Linked DNA regions of Podarcis muralis: region 2 is linked to region 1. The links are chromatin contacts, called in public Hi-C maps. All regions are on one chromosome and are shown on one strand. Each heading gives the region's core, a stretch centred on a gene start, on an enhancer-like site or on the middle of the called end of the contact. The rest is flanking DNA. Distances are from core to core; before and after follow the strand shown. Region 1 holds the start of BBS5 (Bardet-Biedl syndrome 5). Region 2 holds the start of ZC3H15 (zinc finger CCCH-type containing 15).

Region 1 (4,069 bases), core at 1,270-3,769:
GACACATTATCGTAATCTCTAATAATAGCAAACTCAGGTGGCCCAGTGCCAATCACTTGGGAAGCAAAATGCTGCAATCCAAAAATAAGGTCATGGCTTCTACATATGTGGGGAATCCCCCAGGCATGCAGAAGAACACACATTTGTGAAACAATAAAATAACGCTGGGCGGAAGGTGGGAAATAACCCTCCAAAAACTGCCTGACAAGAACCTGCAAACTTTTAGCTTGGAACAGAGTGCAGGTAGCGTTTGAGAAAGAGGGAGAAAGGGTCAATAGAAACCAGAAGTTGTACCTTTCTCTCCATTGTTTCCTTTGGTATCTTCAATAGGATCCAAACAGTCAATGAGAACTTCTCCTGGCCTCATTTTCATTTGCCTATAACAATATTGCATGTTAAGTTGCTGCTTCAGCCCTTGGTTTTCTTTTCTTTAGGTAAACCAGTAATATCCCAATAAAACACTTCGGGGCAATAATGGTCACCATGCACACACACAAATCCAAGATCTATAATGACTTTGAAAAAAACTTGTCCTCTCCCTAACCAAAAAGAGTCATGTTTCCATATGAAACACTAATTGAAATGGCAGAGTTGTGCAATGAAATTCACCTATCTGCATTTTGCATTACTTCTCATGAGTACTGAAAATGTTAATCAAATGTTTTAACTGTAGGTTCCAATCAAAGTAGTTCCCTGCAAGGAGGAATGTATGACATCTTGGTAAGCTTGTTTCCATTCTGAAAGAAACAAGTTGTTTTTTTAAAGTGCTATTAATCCATCTTGTTATTTAAATAATCCATTGGAAGCCACCAGTGTCAAGGAATCACACACAGGTGGGTGCACAGAATACCATGCAGGTGAATGAGCAGACCAAGTTCTCAGGCCCTTCCCTAGGCACAGGCCAGAAACCAAGCAAGCTGACAGAGGATGGAAAAACATCCTTCATGCCCATCACAGATATACAGAGGGGCTGCTGGAGGAAGGTAGGACTCTCTATCCTTTCTCAGTCAACCTCCTTGTCCCCAGCAAGCTAGCAATTTTTCCTGGACTTATTTACAAAGTTGCAATTGGTCCCATCTCCGGGGCAAGTAGCAATGGTCAGTTCCCAGCCAACATGACCAGCATAGCCACTCTTTTATCCTCTATGAATTTGTCCCAACACTTATAGTCATCACTACATCTTATGGCAGCGAATTCAAGCTATCTTGCATCAACAGGCACATGGTACATATTTACAGACCTGGTGAAACAGTTTATATAAAGTATAACCTGTATAAACAAGTCTAAAATCACGTACTTGTCTGTTCTGTCCAGGCCAGAGACACCTTTTTCTCTTTAAGTATCAGCCATGGAGAGAGATATTGCTGCATTTTAGATTGTCAATTTGACCAATTACCAATTTAAAAAACGACAGGCTACACTTTATCCAGTTTTTTAAAAAAATCATTTGCATCAGCCACAAGCCACAGCGAAGGAATAAATAAAATGCAGATATAGCTAGATGGTTGGCTATACAAAATACGTTCCGAAAAATTACGGCTATACAAATAAAAGAGTTAATAACTGTCCTTGACCATTTATCCAGTTTGATTTCATTTCTTTTATCCCCTTCGTCCTCCAACGAGGCCCCCCCCCCCACTCATCCTCACAATAACCCTGTGAGGTAGGCTGGGCCTGAGAGATAGTGGTTGTGTGAACGGGAGAAGAGCTAACCCGCAGATCTAATCCGGAGGCTGCATACAAACTGCATTTTAAAGCACATCTCCCCCCCTTCAAAAGAATCCTGGGCGCTGTAAACTTTAAGACTGACAGAGTTACAATTCCCAGCAATTCCTTAAAAGTACGACGCCCATAATTCTTTTAGGGAGCAACAAATATGCTTCGGACGGGCTTTAAAGGTGTAGGGAAAGTATATAAATTCAATAAATAATATTGATATTGACATAATAATATATCAAGTGCGACTTTTTTGTGTTGAGAGGAGAGGCCGTTGGCGTCCAGGGACCTGAGGAAGCCCGCTTAACAAATAAAAGAGCCCCGAGATGAGCCATGCCCTAAAGAACGTGGGGAACCAAAGACGCGTGTGCGAATCCCGAGTTTTATTTTTAACGGCGAGGGCGGAACCCTCGGCGCCCGCAAGATGGCGCTGACATGCTTGAAGGAAACGGCGCTCTCCGCTCTCGGGCTCGCGAGGCCCGGAAGAAGCGGCCGCTTTGCCAACGGCTACTTAGCGAGGCCGGGGTCGCGAACTCCCTGTCGCGACGAAGCCGCCCGCGCGGGGGACACAGCGAGAAAGGGAGCCGCCGTTCGCGCGAGAACACTCACTGAGAGGTGATGTCGAAGCGGACGTCCCTGTCCTCCCACAGCGAGTCCGCCGTGGCCGCCATGGTGACCGCCGGGCCCCGTCTCGGCTTCCGTGCGCCGTTCCTTGGCAACTCCCCGACGGGCGCCGGCTGGGGACAAACTTCCTCGGCGCGGCGCGCGAAGAAGCCTATTGTGCGCATGCTCGGGACTTCTAGGGCTGTGCGTGCTTTTCTGCTGCAGGCGATCGGCGCTCTCGTTAACGACGCTTGGCGGATCAAATTAGGGATGCCAAGGCGCGCCTGCGGGGTGCATATAGCAAACTGGTTTCCTGGGCCCCTAAGAATGCCAGGCGGCCGAGCCAACCTCCCAGGGCTCTTGCAAGGAGAAAAGTGGGGAGAGCAATAGTGGTATGCCGCCTGGAGTTCCCTGGAGGAAAGGCGGGGTATCAATAATAAACGTTCCATCGAGCCCAGTCGGTGGGATTTGTGCGCGTTGTTTTCTAACAAGATTTAAAAACCTCCTCAGAAAATTTGCCTGGCTGGGACTAGGGATGCCGCCCCTTTCGGAGGGAGGGTTATCTCCCAACAGCCAGCCGAAAGATGGTCAAAACCTTACTTATAGGAAGGATTCTGGTGGTCCCTAAATGAACATTCCTTTATTGAAATGATTTAAAATGTTTTCCTTATGTTTTTCTAGGGTAATTGCATTTTTCTTCTTCTTGTTTTAATGTTTGGCGGTTTTATGTTTTTTTTAAAAAAAATAAATGTCAAGTTGTTTTTTAAAATAATTATTTAAACATGTTTTCAGCACTCTTGGGCTACTTGAGGAAAGGCAGGGTATTAAATGTGTTAAATAAAATTAAAAATGTTTAGGCTTTCAGAAATTATTATTGCCATGAAATATCACTAAATACTATTATTGTGACAACAGGTATTCTGTTAGTTGGTGGAAAGGTGTGCATGCATATTAAATATAAGTTTGAGATGCCAGCAACTGCAATATTTTTAAATAATGTACAATGTGTCTGAAGTTAAGATTTTTGTTAACCACGCGTGTGTGGTTGCTCAGAAATCCCACAGACTTCAAAAGGACTTTCTCTTAAGTAAGCATGCATAGATTGCAACATTAACATTAAATCCACAAGGCACTTGAAAGATCCAGGTAAACTTATGAATTGGACAGAGACTACAGCCTGTATATAAATCTATTTTGAAAGAAGATTATCATTTATTCTTGGTTACATTTTTCACAAAAGCAAACATTCAGTTCTAAATATCTTCCTCATATGAAGTGATTAAAAGACACAGTCACTTTTAATAAACACAGTGAGATGAGATGTTAGTTTTGCAGATTTCTCAGATTTTTCTAGTGGCACAGAAATACACTTAGTGCAAAAAGTATTTTAGTATATTTTATGCATAAAGTACCTCTTGCACGTTTAATGCTGATAAATGTATGCTAGTAAACAAAAACAAAAAACATGGAATGCAGATATTTATGGGCATATGCTGACAGAGGTAACAAATTAACAACCCACTTTGAAACATATATACAGCACTGATGTATCTACCTGCAGTGCCAGTATTCTACTGAGCAAGCAGTAGTTTTGTGAAACTAGCATGGCATAGTGTTTGATGCCCACATTCTAATCTCTTATATTTTGGTTCAGCAAGTTTTAGGACTGAGCCATATTAATATACAATTTATTTGGATACATTTAATGTAGCTTTACAGGTAATTTTGCCATGCTGCCTGCTTGTCAATA
Region 2 (4,155 bases), core at 1,340-3,839, 230 kb before region 1:
GCTCTTGACTTGCGGACTGGACGTTCCCCACCCCATAATAAAACCCAAGGGTTATAGCCAGCATTATTTGCAATCAGATGAGACCTATTGAATCAATAGGGTTAATAACTTAAATCCATTTATTTCAATGGATGTACTCTTGAGTATGATGTATTTGGATATTGTTCCAATTATTAAAAACACCAGCACACAAAAACACTAAAAAAAAAGCTGAACAGAAGGAAAGGGTAAAATACTAGTTTCACAGTTAAGTAGCCACAATAGTTGCCCAAAGCAGACAGGACCAAAACATACAAATGCACACACAGAACTACATACTATATTCTCTTTCTCAACACACACAAACTGCACATTTGCATGTGCCCACATCCATCCATTGACAAGAGAAGACTCCCTGGAAAAGACCCTTATGTTGGGAAAGATGGAGGGCACAAGGAGAAGGGGGACGACAGAGGACGAGATGGTTGGACAGTGTTCTCGAAGCTACCAGCATGAGTTTGACTAAACTGCGGGAGGCAGTGGAAGACAGGAGTGCCTGGCATGCTCTCATCCATGGGGTCACAAAGAGTCGGACACGACTAAACGACTAAACAACAACAACAAACAACACCCATCCCTATCTCAATCACACATGCATTACACATGTTCTCACCCATTACCATACTGCACACCTCTCTCAGCTTGACTTCATCATTATGTGCTGTATCACTTGCTTGCTCCATTTCTTTCCCATGTACTGTACTGAGACAGGGGCTCCCTTTTTTGAGCGTGCAGCAAAGAAGCGGAGCTTTAAAAAGGGAAGCACAACAAACTGGTGACGCGGGAATGCTTTATTCTAGTGCAGGGGTCTGCAACCCGCGGCTCCGGAGCCGCATGTGGCTCTTTTACACCTTTGCCGCGGCTCCGGGGCGGATACTAGCGAGGGGAGGAGGCGCATTGTGCGCCCCAACACTCCCCACTGTGGCGGGCGCTGTACTAGCTGTGACGTCGCATGGGGGCGGTGCATGCATTAGTCACGCACCGTCCGGACATCACCTTCAATGGTCACGGCATTGAAAGGGGGCATGTACGCTGGTCACTGTTTTGAAGGGGAGTGAAGAACACACACACACAAAAAGGTAACTTGTTAATTTAACGTTTATTTCTATGAGGAGGAGTAATTCTGAGGGGTCAAACAAAGAAATAATAAAAAAGTGACAAAAAGGTTATTTTTATAATGACGAGTTTTGCGGCTCCCAGTTTTTTTTTCTTCGGAAACGGGTCCAAGTGGCTCTTTTTGTCTTAAAGGTTGCAGACCCCTGCTCTAGTGATTTAGAGACAGAGTGCTTTTCTTTGCCAGCCCACTCAGTTTCCATACTGTCAAAGGACCTATTCTAAGATGCACACTCCTGCACTGGATTCAGACCCACAACACCAGAGGCGCCACACAAACGAGAACGTGTAGCCTGAACCATGTAGCTACGCTTTTTGAAGGGAGCAATGTGTTGCTCCAAAGAAAGGTCCTTGTCATTTATACAAATGGCCACAAGGTGTCAGCTGTTTGTAACTTTAAAGGGGAAATCTGCATTAACCTATAGCCAGAAAAAGGCAAACACACGCAGCACAATTCTATGCATACATGTAGTAAGCACCACTAAACAGGGAATCGTGGGCGTAGCCAGGATTTAAGCTACGCACCTATCTGTCATCATCCTGTCTGGCTCTGTCTAGCAGATTCTAAATGAAATGTCTCATTAACTGTTGTTTTAAATTACTTTCTTTTGACCCTGTGCTCAGAAAAAACTGTCAAAATCTTTCTACAATGTATACTTTTAGTTAAGTATTTTTTTTTTTTACTTATTTACTTGATTTAGGGGGGGGGGGACACTTGCCTCCCTGCCACACCCATGACTGGGATGACTGCCACCTCGAACGTAGAACAAAGGGGGGGTTGCGCCGTGTGCGTATTTCACCAAAATATTAATTTTCTGCTTCTCTCTGTCACACCATCCTTCAAAACTTTGGTGGCTATTGGATTCCATTAACCTTGTCAAAGATAGGATAGCAGCAGCTGCAGCAGCAGCAGACGACGCATCCCTTGTGAAGCTGGATCTGCTGCCCCTGCGAGCCCTGCCGCCTGAAGCAGCCGCCTCATCTTGCCTCAGGACGTTTTCAGAACGCTTTAGGAGGGCCGAAGTCATACTTTTAATAAAGAAGGCTTCCAGATATTTTGCTGTCCTTAACACAAGCGAGGGACAGAGGCGCGACGAACGTTACAAGCAGTTGACCACCTCAGACTAACAGCCTCTGAGGAGAAGCACTCCGAACCTTTCCCCCTCCCCTTTACCCGGCGAAACCGAACCCTCAACGGAAACCTAAGCCCCGCCCCCGTGACGCAATCGCACGCCGCGGGAGGGTTCTCTGGCGGGTGGGGCTTAACTAAGCTCCGCCCTTTGCCTTGTCCTGTCAGGGTTTCGCAATGCACTGTGGGAGCGAGGCGATGAGCGTCGAGAGCGGCGGCGGGCCGGGGAGGGAAAGGCTCTTGCGCGCGTGCGCGCTCTCTCTGGTCACGTTCGGCTTTTCCTCGTCTCTTCCCGTTCCCATAATGCTCTGCCGCTTCCGTCACTGACGGCTTGTCGCAAACGCGAAGCCCTCGTTCTGCCGGTGGTGGATTCCATCAGTCTCCCCTCACAGCTTGCCCGCCGCCGCCACCACCCCCAGCCGAGCCCCCCTCCCCTCCGCTTGGCGTTTAAGCAAAGGCGTGGGGGTCGCTTTTGCTTCTGGGCCTCGGCGGCGTCTTCTTCCCTTCCCCCCCACCCGTTCTCTTCCCTCCTCTTCCTCCCCCCCCCTTCCGAAATGCCCCCCAAAAAACAGGCACCGGCAGCATCGGGGGCGGGTAACAAAAAGGCAGATCAGAAAAAGAAGGAGAAGATCATCGAGGTGAGACAATTTAGGCCCAATTATCGTGGGGGGGGGGTCAAGCTCTGTTTTGGGGCTGTACCACTAAGGACTGTAGGGAAAGCTTTTTAACAGCGTGGCCTCCAAACCTACCCAATGTGTACCCTGCATGTAGAAAGCTAACATTTTAGGAAGGGGGGAAGTTTCAGCTCATGTCATTTCTCCCAGACATGTTCTGGGGTGGTGGGTGTTTTCGTCTAGAGAACCAATAAACCAGGAGGTCCCCCCCCCCCAATTTGTGTTCTGATTTTGTGCGATCCAGACAAAGAGGTAGGCAACTTTTAGCAGGGTAGTGAAGATGCCACCTCTCTGTAATTACCTGCTTCGCTTTCCTTGGCTGGACTTGGCACCCAGTACAGGTTTCGAAGGCTACACTGATTCTGGTCCTGAGCTGAGTCCAAGATCCTCAGGTGGCGTCATAAATTAGTATTGCCATTCCTGTTTATGTGCTCTCCGCTCCTGTTTAATTATTACAAGGCTTTAAAGCAGGGCTGGGGAACATGTGGCCTTCCAGATGTTGATGTATTATCACTCCTGTCATCCCTAACCTTTGGTCAGATTGGCTTGGGCTGATGGGAATTGGGAGTCCCCACAGAATCAGGAAGGCCCACAGCTTAGCCACCTGTTTTAAAGAAGCTATAGGTACTGGATATCTCTCCAACTTTGGAGTAATGCACAGGACTATATGCCTCATATTTTTCTATCAGTACTATTTTTCAGAGGGTATATTTCAGTATTATTTTGAAAGTGGCATGGTAATAAATAAAAAGGCTGAGCCCAGGCATTTGTTTCTAATGCCTGAACTTAACTTCCTTCCATAGGTAAAGGTAAAGGGACCCCTGACCATTAGGTCCAGTCATGGCCGACTCTGGGGTTGCAGCGCTCATCTCGCTTTATTGGCCGAGGGAGCCAGCATGACTAAGCCGCTTCTGGTGAACCAGAGCAGCGCACAGAAAGTGTCCATGCACTTCCTTCTATAGTCAGGTCATTGATTCATCTAGTCTGGTATTGTTTACATTGGTTGGCAGCTGCACTTTTAATGAGGCCTTTCCTAGCCCTACATATTTGCCAGGGATTGAACTTGGACCCTTTCTCATGCAAGTCATACAAAACATGTACTCTGTACACTGAACTATGGTGGTAAAATTCCTACACATCATTATTATGGGAAAGGCTTCCAAATTCCTGATCAAAGGGTCATGTTTTCAGGTGGATAAG

What was found. A called contact is a pair of places that touch in the nucleus more often than the background predicts.
Region 2: a contact with region 1 is called in a Hi-C map of tail, with 5 times the contacts expected there. The contact joins the promoter of ZC3H15 here to the promoter of BBS5 in region 1. A contact is called at or near these places in 2 of 3 Hi-C or Micro-C datasets (blood and tail).

What each region holds. Positions count from the first base shown.
Region 1 is chr1:110,059,755-110,063,823 of rPodMur119.hap1.1, reverse strand. BBS5 (Bardet-Biedl syndrome 5) reads right to left here and starts at 2,519. Exons shown (of 11, transcript XM_028747865.2): 1 at 2,326-2,519; 2 at 295-377. The coding sequence starts at 2,504. LOC114584541 reads right to left here. Exons shown (of 36, transcript XM_077937027.1): 36 at 3,510-4,069.
Region 2 is chr1:110,285,487-110,289,641 of rPodMur119.hap1.1, reverse strand. It overlaps ZC3H15 (zinc finger CCCH-type containing 15), which reads left to right and starts at 2,589. Exons shown (of 10, transcript XM_028747978.2): 1 at 2,589-2,919. The coding sequence starts at 2,836.